Linked DNA regions of Lactuca sativa: region 2 is linked to region 1. A link is a contact called in public Hi-C data. All regions are on one chromosome and are shown on one strand. Each heading gives the region's core, a stretch centred on a gene start, on an enhancer-like site or on the middle of the called end of the contact. The rest is flanking DNA. Distances are from core to core; before and after follow the strand shown.

Region 1 (5,443 bases), core at 855-3,354:
GGGTTAAAAAATTTAATAGTTTTTTTTTAATATTCTAAGTTTTTTTTAATTTATTGTTTTTTTTAAATTTACTTTTTTTAAAAAAATTACAATTTTTTTAAAATTCATGTTTTCTAAAAAAAATAATAATCTACACTTTTTGAAAAAAAAAATCAAAAAAATTGATTTATTTTGTTAATTTTTAGACCCTTTTTAATAGTATTTTCAATAACACAAAGAATTAAACATTAAATAAGATTGATAAGATGACGAGCCCTTAATGAATTAACTTTGATCTAACGTTCCATCTTTAGTCTCGGATTCTAAGAAAACTATGAGTTCTCAACGAATCTCTCATATATGATTTTGAAAATAATAAAACATGTTTGAAATCTGAAGAACAATCCAAAATTTTGAAAAAATAATGAAATTAAACATTTTGAATTTAAGGATTAAAATATTTTTTAAAAAAATATTTAGTATAAATGAAAAAAACATTTCGTAATTTCGAATTTGATAATTATTAACTTATATTACCATTTACCTATATACATTTTATAATAATATGATATTTTTATGTTATCTTAATAAAATACCTTCGGTCTCCAATAATTACTCCTATAATTATTTTTTAGAAAACTAAATAATATATTAAAATATCTTACCGGTAAGCGGTAGCATGCGGGAGAAGTTAAAATGTACAAGAAACCCACTTCAAATGGGCCCCGCGACGCCATTTTAATACCCTCTTATTCAATTAGCGGACCTCAATTACCCACAACTCTACATCATCACAAAAGATATTTAATGGCCCTACATGTTACACATCACCCCCTTCGTCTCTCAATTATGACAACTTTGTGGTGTTTTATTTTATGACAACTTTGTGTGAAGTTGTTTGATGTTATTATTCATATATATTAGTTTGTATTTGATATTTCACATTTAAACTGTTTTCTATTTATTATTTATTTATATGCAATGTTTAAAAATCAGTTGAATCAGTTTGGTGGCTAGCTTTCGGTTCGATCGGTTTAATCTAGCTTTCATAATTCTTATATATTTTTTATTTTTTTACGTACATACTGACATTGGTGTGCATTGATTTCGAGTTGTATACACTCTGGTTAACCTGATCGATTAAGTTATGCAATTTGTTTTAGAAATAAGTTGTTTTTTAATGGGCTAAATGAAATTTAATTATCCAAGTCTAATAAAACAGTTTTTTACCGATTTTATTACTTCGGTTCAACCCGTTTTTTAGAAGGAATAGTCCGGTTTGATCTCATATAAAAATTGACATAAAACTGATTATTGTTGAACCGCACTCATCCCCGATTTTTGGTCCGACCGGTTCAACCGACCAATTTAAACTGGATATTAAAACATTGTTTATAGGTGGTTGATTTGAATTAATACCTATTTACCTAATAAGTAATTTATCAATCATTTTCCCATTATTTCTATTGTTATCGACATCATTTTTAACATCTTCTACAATTATAATAATAATAAACATATTCAAACATTTACAGTTGAGTATAAAACAAACAACTTTAATGATTGTATATTCAGACTTTACAACTATCTACTTTAGTAAGAAACTATCCTTTAATCTGTTTTTTTAATAACAATTAAGTTATTTATTTTTTTCTTATAAAACCTATAATTTGTTGTTTCTTTTTTACATATGTTTTTAATTAAAAAGTATTTTAAATATATAATTATAAGTTAAAGACTGTCATTAAATAATATGTCAGATCAAATATTATATTATTAAAGCAAAAAAAAAAAAAAAGAGTTTCTTTTCTCTTTTGAGTTTAGATGTAAAGTGGGTCTTGGGAATATTTTTGGTACGTTGGTAGGTTGTCCCCCATTCTTTACAAATTTCAATTCAAGAATACGAGGGACTAAATTGTCACAATACAAAAGTCGAAGACCTCCGATGCAAATTTGAAATATTAAACAAAGCTTCCCGTATAGAAACAAATACAGATATCGTATAGTATGCATTGAGTGGTTGTAACTTGTACATGTAGCCGCCACACTAAATCCGACATGAGAGCTCCGATTGGGTGCAGTAGTATCCATACGTCTATATAATACACCCTCAGCCTCATCACCTGAAGAACATTGCTAACAATCCTTTCAGAGAATATTCTCTTCGTCGACGACCAAAATGAGTCGTTACGTCATCTGTTTACTTGCTTTCTCGATCATCGCAGTTGTCCATGGCCGTGAATTGGCTGATGATCTTCTCAGGTTGCCGTCGGAAAAGCTTGATTTCTTCGACGCTGGAAAGGACGACTCCGTTGGTACCAGATGGGCCGTCTTGCTTGCTGGATCTAATGGTTACTGGAACTACAGGCATCAGGTAATCGTAGTAAACAGGATATTAAATGCTTGAATTTTGCATTTTTAGTTTTTCCTTGATAGGTTACGAATTACGATCAGTTTGTCGTCGTCGTTACTTACTCTACCTGTTCCAGAAGAGCCACAAACTTTAATTCTTCAAATTTAATCAGAAAATTTTCTAATTATATCTAACATAAGGATGATGATTCTGTTAGATTTGTTACTGAATCCATATAGATATCAATTTTTTCCTTGGGGAGCATAAAGCATTCAATTCGACTTAGAAAAGTAACGTGTTAAAGGAATATTCAGTCAAAATTTTGTCTGGGGTCAGCAGGAACTGTGCTTGAGCAAGGTTAGGGGATTCATAATGATTGATTTTTAACAAGTTATTTACTGCTTACTTTTGTCCGATTATGTATTTTGTTTGATTGAACATTTGAAAAGTTTTTGTGGATTCCGGTAAGTAATTATTTGAACTCTGTCTCTATGCTAGCAAGTTGCTTGTCTTTATATAAATTTAAACATGGTTTGATCATGGAACCTTACCTTTTAGGAATTATGGAAGCTATACAAAAAAACAAATTCCCAGATAAAAATCATCAAATCTTGAGATCCATTTGCTCATTTAATCTAAGAAATAAAAACCTCCTTATTTTGCTTTCAACAAGCTTCTTAGTGTATGAAGTCAACTTTTATACAAGATCAACTAAACTTTTCCCTTGTTTGTATGTGGTTCAAGAAAGTTAGTTTGTTACTGTATGCAATAGGATGACCTCATTGAAGCTTTCACTTTTCTATATTTGTCCTTGAGAAATTACAAGCCTCACTTGTATTTAAATCTTTTCTATTTATGTTAATGACTCCAGGCAGATGTATGTCATGCATATCAAATCTTAAGAAACGGTGGTGTGAAGGAAGAAAACATTGTTGTTTTCATGTATGACGACATTGCATATAATAGAGAGAATCCCAGACAAGGTGTCATAATCAACAGCCCAGATGGTGATGACGTTTATCATGGAGTACCCAAGGTTTGTTTTTTTTTTTTTTTTTTTTTTTTTTTTATCATCATCCATTCACAATATCATATATATTATGAGATCATAATATAATTGAAAAACTAAAATGAAACAGGATTACACTGGGAAAGATGTGAATGTTGACAACTTTTTTGCTGTTTTACTCGGTGATAAATCCAAAGTCAAAGGTGGAAGTGGAAAGGTTGTAGATAGCGGTCCAAATGATCGCATTTTTGTTTACTACACCGATCATGGTGGTCCTGGTGTTCTTGGTAAGTTACTATTTACCCTAACAACCATTTTTTCATAGAGGCTAAAAGAAGGGCATAAAGGTAAAATTAAATTATTTTGTATTCTTTCTCAGGGATGCCAACAAATCCTTACATGTATGCAAATGATCTTAACGAGGTCTTGAAACAAAAGCATGCGTCTGGAACATACAAAAGCTTGGTAATTTTTTAAAAAACTTGTTTTCATATTATGTATAAATATATATACTTGATAGATATTAATCCTGATTTTTTAAAAATGTTCAGGTGTTTTACCTTGAAGCTTGTGAGGCTGGAAGTATATTCGAGGGTCTTCTTCCACAAGGTTTAAATATCTATGCAACCACAGCCTCTGGCCCTGATGAAAGCAGCTGGGGTACCTACTGTCCTGGGGAGTACCCTAGCCCACCTCTAGAGTATGACACGTGTCTTGGTGACCTGTACAGTGTTGCCTGGATGGAAGATTGGTATGTTTTTAAAATTTACAGTTATACCCTTTTTACTAAAAGAAAACTAATTCTTTCTATCTCTCTTGTTGCTTACAGTGATGTACACAATCTGCGAACAGAAACTATCAGACAGCAATATAAATTGGTAAAGTTATTTTACTAATTTATACACTTTGGTAAACTTTTTTTTTACACATGATTCATTTTTATTTATTTATTTTAGGTTAAAGAAAGAACATCAAGTGACAACTCTTATTATGGATCCCATGTGATGCAATATGGTGACTTACCACTTAGCCAAGATAGCCTCTACTTATATATGGGCACCAATCCAGCAAATGAAAACTTCACTTTTACTGAAGAAAACTCGATATATAAATCACCCAAATCTGTCAACCAGCGTGATGCTGATCTTTTACATTTCTGGCATAAGTTCCGGAAGGCTCCGGAAGGTTCCGAAAGGAAAATGGAAGCTCAGAGAAAGTTCAGTGAAGCCATGTCACACAGAATACACTTAGACACCAGCGTACAGCTCATCGCCAAGGTTTTGTTTGGACTAGAAAAGGGTCCTCAGGTGTTGAACACCATCCGATCTTCCGGAACACCTCTAGTTGATGACTGGACCTGCCTTAAAACATTCGTAAGGACATTTGAGACACATTGTGGGTCCCTATCACAGTATGGAATGAAACACATGAGGTCATTTGCTAATTTATGTAATGCTGGAATCACAAATCAACAGATGGCTGATGCATCATCACAAGTATGCACTACATTCCCATCAAACCCTTGGAGTTCACTAACCAACGGTTTTACTGCATAAGGTGGTTGATTTTATAAAAAAAATCAAAAGGGGGTGGGCTATTAATCTATTATGATTATGTTTGTTGAAATATATATATGGTATATTAGTGGTATTAACAAATATATATAGATATAGCTTCTTTGTATATAGAGACTGAAGCTTCTCATTATAGTTAATTAGGTCCACCACCACGAAAAGTTGTTATATGTTATATGTATGTAATGGTGTAATCTTTGATATGCAAATCATGTATGCATGGTCTACATGATGTTGGAAAAAGTTGAATTGCTCAAATATTCTATGCTATTTATTGAATTTGAATGTGTGGAAGTGCAATGCTATAATAAGGAAAAAAAATAGAAAATACACTGCTACATCAACACAATTTTTGAATCGGTTGGCACTCAACGCATTTGATACAGTCTCTAGGCTATTAAATGGTTCAATTTTATCAAACAGTCTGTAACAGTTATGGGCACCATGGGCTTCTACCAGGGCCACCATAATAAAATATAGGATCATCAACATAATCAACTTCATATAAAATATCATAACAACGATATT
Region 2 (5,070 bases), core at 2,420-4,919, 140 kb before region 1:
ACTTAAAATGATATGGTGACACTAAAATCACCAACATGGTGATGAAAATCTTGAAGGAGCTTTGTCCAAATTTATATGCCTTGGAGACAAACAAGAATTGTTTATTTATGGATTGTATAAACATTAGGGTGGATATTAGTAACATGTAGAGTTGGTGCTAGTCTAGACATCTAAGATGAGGAAGAGAAAGTCAACAACTTTTGGTTTTAATGGAGTATGTGGGTGATTTTCAATTTTCGAATGGCCTGGACCGATGGTTGTGGAATGGCAATGGGGAAAGCACCTTCTTGGATAAAGACCTAAAGCACATGATTGTTGATGGTAATAGCGGGAATGGTAACATGTTTACATGGATCAACTTGATACCACTCGAGATTAATTGTTGTCTGGCGGATGCTGAAAAATAGGATCATACATATTCAAACTTGCTCAAGAGAGGGATTGTTGTTACTTCAAGTCTTTGTCCTTTCTGGTGTCGGAAGAGAATCTAGATTACACTTTTTTCTCTTGCTTTGTTGCTACAAAGGTGTGGATATGGCTGGTAAATTGGTCATCGGTTCTTCATCATCTATGTCCTCTTGTGATGATCTTAAGGAGATGCTCCAGGCGGATATTGGCAGCAAGAAGATGCAAAAGTTGAAGCTTTCTCTCGTGTGTACCACTATATGGATGATATGGAAAGAGCGGAACGCTATTGTCTTTAGGAACAAAAGGCGAACAATTATGCTTATGGAGGATGACATTAGTATATTCACTTTTAACTAGATTAAGCTTAGGTCTAACTTGAATTTGATTGATTGGCCTAGTTGGTGTAATTCTCCCATTTTAAACGTTTTCTTGTAATGGTTTGAGCTTCTCGTTTAAGTCTTTGTTTTGTTTGCTAATGATATTTTGCTAGCCGTTCCAAAATAACTTATCCTCTCCTGTTAAAACTCCTTATTCACATAAGCAATTTCAAACACCCCTTATTTATGTCAAGAAACTCTTTTTAGTTTGTTTCACCCAAATACAAAAAACTACTTATTAACAGTAATAAACCATAATAAGTCAACAAACACTTCAAATAAAAAAAATTAGAAAATCTCAAATGCCTGGAAGATTAATATAGGCGCCAATTCCCCTCTTATTCCTGATATTTGTGCATTGCCCACCAATGCTTCTCTTTATTTCCGATCTTATTGCCAGTATATGTTGAATTTTCCTTTTGTCACCAATCTAGTTATTTCTTCTTTGTGGGATGACATTTCATTGCAAGAGCAAGGTCCCTTGCCTCAGTTTTATAAATACATGTAATAAATAAATTATTCTTACTTCACAAATGTATGCCACTCAAGAACCCTTATCAATTACCATATCTTGCTACATTTTGATCAACATTAACATCCTTTTTGCTCAAAACACAACTTTCATATTACCATAAAAGACTTCAAATGATCATATTTCAACTAGTGGAGTGTTGTTGCATCAAAGCAAAGAACCAAAAACATCATGTACGTATGTATGTATATGCATGGGAAAACAAAACGAATAACCAAAAACAAACCCACAAATGCACATCAAAACTTCCATCCATTCATTCATTCATTCGCCACAAAAAAGAACCAATCCACTCAAAAGACACAGATTTTATGAAACAAAACCATCATAAAACTTCTCAATCCATATCCTTCTTGTTTGCTATTAGTTCGCCTCTTCTTTCGGATCCTCAACTTCAAGCAAGTCATCATAGGATACAGGCACACGGATTCTTTCATGAACAGGTCTTTTCTTCACCTGTCTCTCTTCAATGTCCAATTCCCCATTTTGCCCTTCATCCCTCTCCACCTCTTCTTTCACACCTTCTACTTCTGCTTCAGCTTCAGCTTCAGACAAACCCCGTTTGCTCTGGTTTGCTGCTTTCCTGAAATCCGGTGGTTTAAATTGCTTCTGCAAGAACAATAATCCACCAATCATGATCTTATACTAATCATCATTCATAGTCAATAGTCATAATACATGTTTTATTTATGAGTAAAAATGTATGTAAAATTACCTCAAACTCCCTCCCTTTTTTCATTATTTCCTTATATACATTTGGATCACGTTTTCTAAGGATGTTCCACAAAATTCCACCACCATTCCTATATCGCCCTCCATCTGAAGTCATCTGACCACCACATGCCTGAATTGCATCCACCTGTCACCATTCCATCATCATTAAATAATCCAATCCAAGATCCAATACCAAAAATATGCACTCAACAATCAAAGCTAACAAACATAACACTCTTTATTCTAAAGAAACAGCAAATCAAAGCCATACAAACACACCATCAAGATATAATCAATGATCCACAGACTGAAACTGATAAAATGGCTTCTGGAAGAGAAATCTGCGATTTTAGGGAAACAACATTCAGCATCAGAGTTCAGACACCAACAAAAAAAATGAAGTAATCTATATACATATATAAAGATCAAACATAAATCTTGGTTTCCTACAGAATAATGCTAAGGAACCCATGTTTTCTAGTTATGCAATATGCATGGATACAAGTTGTTTACCCCAATGCTAAATTAATGCACAATAAGGTTGATTTGATTCATATATTAAAGATTAAAGATTAAAGATTTTCCAAGAAACTATACCTCCTTCACAAGATCACTAACAGCAGGGACACCCAAACAACCAACTGCAGTCCATATCAGGTAAGACTTTCTTTCTTTCAAACGCCTACAAGTATCTAAAACAAATCTACAAATGACATAAAACCCATAAGTCAAAGAGGGGAAATGATTAGGGTTAGGGTTAAGGAGAGGGAAAAAGAAGGCAAATACCTGTTAATGTCCAAGACGCCAGGGCCTGAAGCAGCTTTCTTTTTCCTATTTTTCTTCTTATTTCTACGTTTCTGACTTTTACTCTTAGGTTCTTGAGATATTGTGCCACCATCTCCACTGCTGTTTTGTCCCAACTCAGTTTGTTGATAGTTCTCAACAAATTCTCCTTCTTCTACATCAACCATATCAACATCTTCCAAGTCTTCAACATTGTCTGCATCAAGTATTGAATCAAGCAAGCTCTCTTCTCCCTCCATGAGTAAAAAGGTACTGCAAAGACATCAAGAACACAAATTAAGCCCGTGTCTCAACTTTATCCACTAAATCCTTAGAAAGTACAATTGAAATGTTCATTGACACAAAACATCAAACACCTTGGATGCAACCCTTTTGCTCTAAAACTATATTTTCTGACAAAATTGAACTTGGATGATTAGTTCCAGTATCTACCAAACAACATTCGAATCTCAAAATCAGTAGCCACATAAACATCATCCATTGACTCTAAACTTAAAACATTTCACAGAAATGATTTATCAGAATCATATTAAAAATTAAAAATCGACTATATATCACGTATACTCATATAAACAGATTAAAGCATCTCAACAATTTCTAGCAATTTAGGATTTTCAAAAGATCAACCCCAAAAATAAGATAGGTTAAAACCAATATTTGAAGTTTTGAACTCACTGCCGAAAGAGTTGAAAAGGAAGAAAGCAAGTCGGAGAGAGGCCGGAAACGGTGACTCACGCCTGTTCGATGTTCCGGTGTTCCTTTTTTTCTCTTAACGTTGCTTTACGTACGCGAGACTGCGACCTCGACGCTCGACCTGCGTAAAGGGAGTAACAGCCAAGGCCCAAAGGTGAAGGGCCTCGGGCTTCATTTTTCAAGTCTTCAAGTTCACGGGACACTCAATTTCATTTGTTGGGCCAATGCCTATTAAAAAAACATAAAGATATATGTAGTAATTACATACTTGATAATTAATTCTTTATTTATATTTACCCCTTAAAATGTATTGATTTAATCTTTATGCCGGCAACTCTAATCAATGCGAAAAAAATTACTTAATACATATTTAATCTTTAATATTTTTTGAACATTTATTTATTTAGTCCTTAATATATAAGAATGATTTTGTCACATCTCATTCTCTCATTCAATTGGTCACATGTCATTTTGTCATAATTTTGAAATATATTTATTTTCCACTTGTCATTTACTTCATTTTTTATTTTCAATATATCATTAATTTAGTTTCCATAAATTAAACCTATCATAATGACTATTAATTTCAAATTTCAAATTTCAAATTTTGAATTTGAATTTTAATTTTAATTTCAAATAAATTTATAGTTTACACTTTTGTGTTTAACATTTTGTTATAATTTACCCGTTTAGTACATGGATCTAATAACTAAACACATAATTATAAATTTATTTATTTTTTACATTTTTTTTCTTCCATTTTCAGTTATTTCATAATTTTAATTCAGATAAATTTCTCATTTAATCTTTTCTATTTAACATTTTATTTTAATCAACCTGTATAATATACGAGTTTCACAACTAGTTCTTAACAAAAAGCTCTTTAAGGTGCACATGGCTCTTTTTTACATTAACACTATGCCACGTGTCATTACCACATAAAGTCTTGACTAATTTTCCCGCCCATTCATTGCTTCAATTGTTAATTACTCAGCTCCTAAAATTAAGCAAATTAGTTTTAATATTTACTTAAAATGCATTCAAAATACGTTTTTTATATATATAAACACGACTTTCAGCTTAAATAGATATATGAAACCCTTAAAATCAACTAATCATTATCCTCAACTTACAAATTTCCCTTAATTAAGAAATCTTCGATCACAAGATTAGGGATTTATCTTCAGCTATTCAACAGAATCACCCAACGCCATCTGTTAATTGGTTCATTTTTTTTTGTCACGACTTGTATCCCCAGATTTTACCTTCTTGATTTTGGAAACAAAATCACCTAACTCTATATTTTCATTGGTTTAATCTCTCAAGGTCATTATTCACGACCAAATGTTCAATCTTTCTCTCCTCATGAGCCCTAATCCATCCTCTATGTCGATCCAAACATTCTTTTATGGAATTCTCAACAAATTAAAGGTTCATTGGTATGTTCATCTTCTTCACCTATACAACCAAACGATTGTCGAAGAAAGAAGTCAAATTAGAGCTTTTCGAGTATGGAGATATTTGTTTTTTTTTCTACTTTAG

Evidence for each region. A called contact is a pair of places that touch in the nucleus more often than the background predicts.
Region 2: a Hi-C map of leaf shows a contact between it and region 1, with 3 times the contacts expected there. The contact joins the promoter of LOC111906079 here to the promoter of LOC111906083 in region 1. A contact is called at or near these places in 2 of 4 Hi-C or Micro-C datasets (leaf and seed).

What each region holds. Positions count from the first base shown.
Region 1 is chr6:18,249,002-18,254,444 of Lsat_Salinas_v11, reverse strand. LOC111906083 (vacuolar-processing enzyme) reads left to right here and starts at 2,104. Exons shown (of 7, transcript XM_023901822.3): 1 at 2,104-2,353; 2 at 3,204-3,368; 3 at 3,472-3,628; 4 at 3,721-3,806; 5 at 3,893-4,092; 6 at 4,171-4,219; 7 at 4,298-5,202. The coding sequence starts at 2,159. The coding sequence ends at 4,897. LOC111906085 reads right to left here. Exons shown (of 7, transcript XM_023901825.3): 7 at 4,899-5,443. The coding sequence ends at 5,349.
Region 2 is chr6:18,394,536-18,399,605 of Lsat_Salinas_v11, reverse strand. It overlaps LOC111906079, which reads right to left and starts at 3,669. Exons shown (of 5, transcript XM_023901818.3): 1 at 3,511-3,669; 2 at 2,818-3,087; 3 at 2,629-2,734; 4 at 2,033-2,176; 5 at 1,529-1,926. The coding sequence starts at 3,074. The coding sequence ends at 1,681. It overlaps LOC111906080 (a long non-coding RNA gene), which reads left to right and starts at 4,639. Exons shown (of 6, transcript XR_006184098.2): 1 at 4,639-5,037.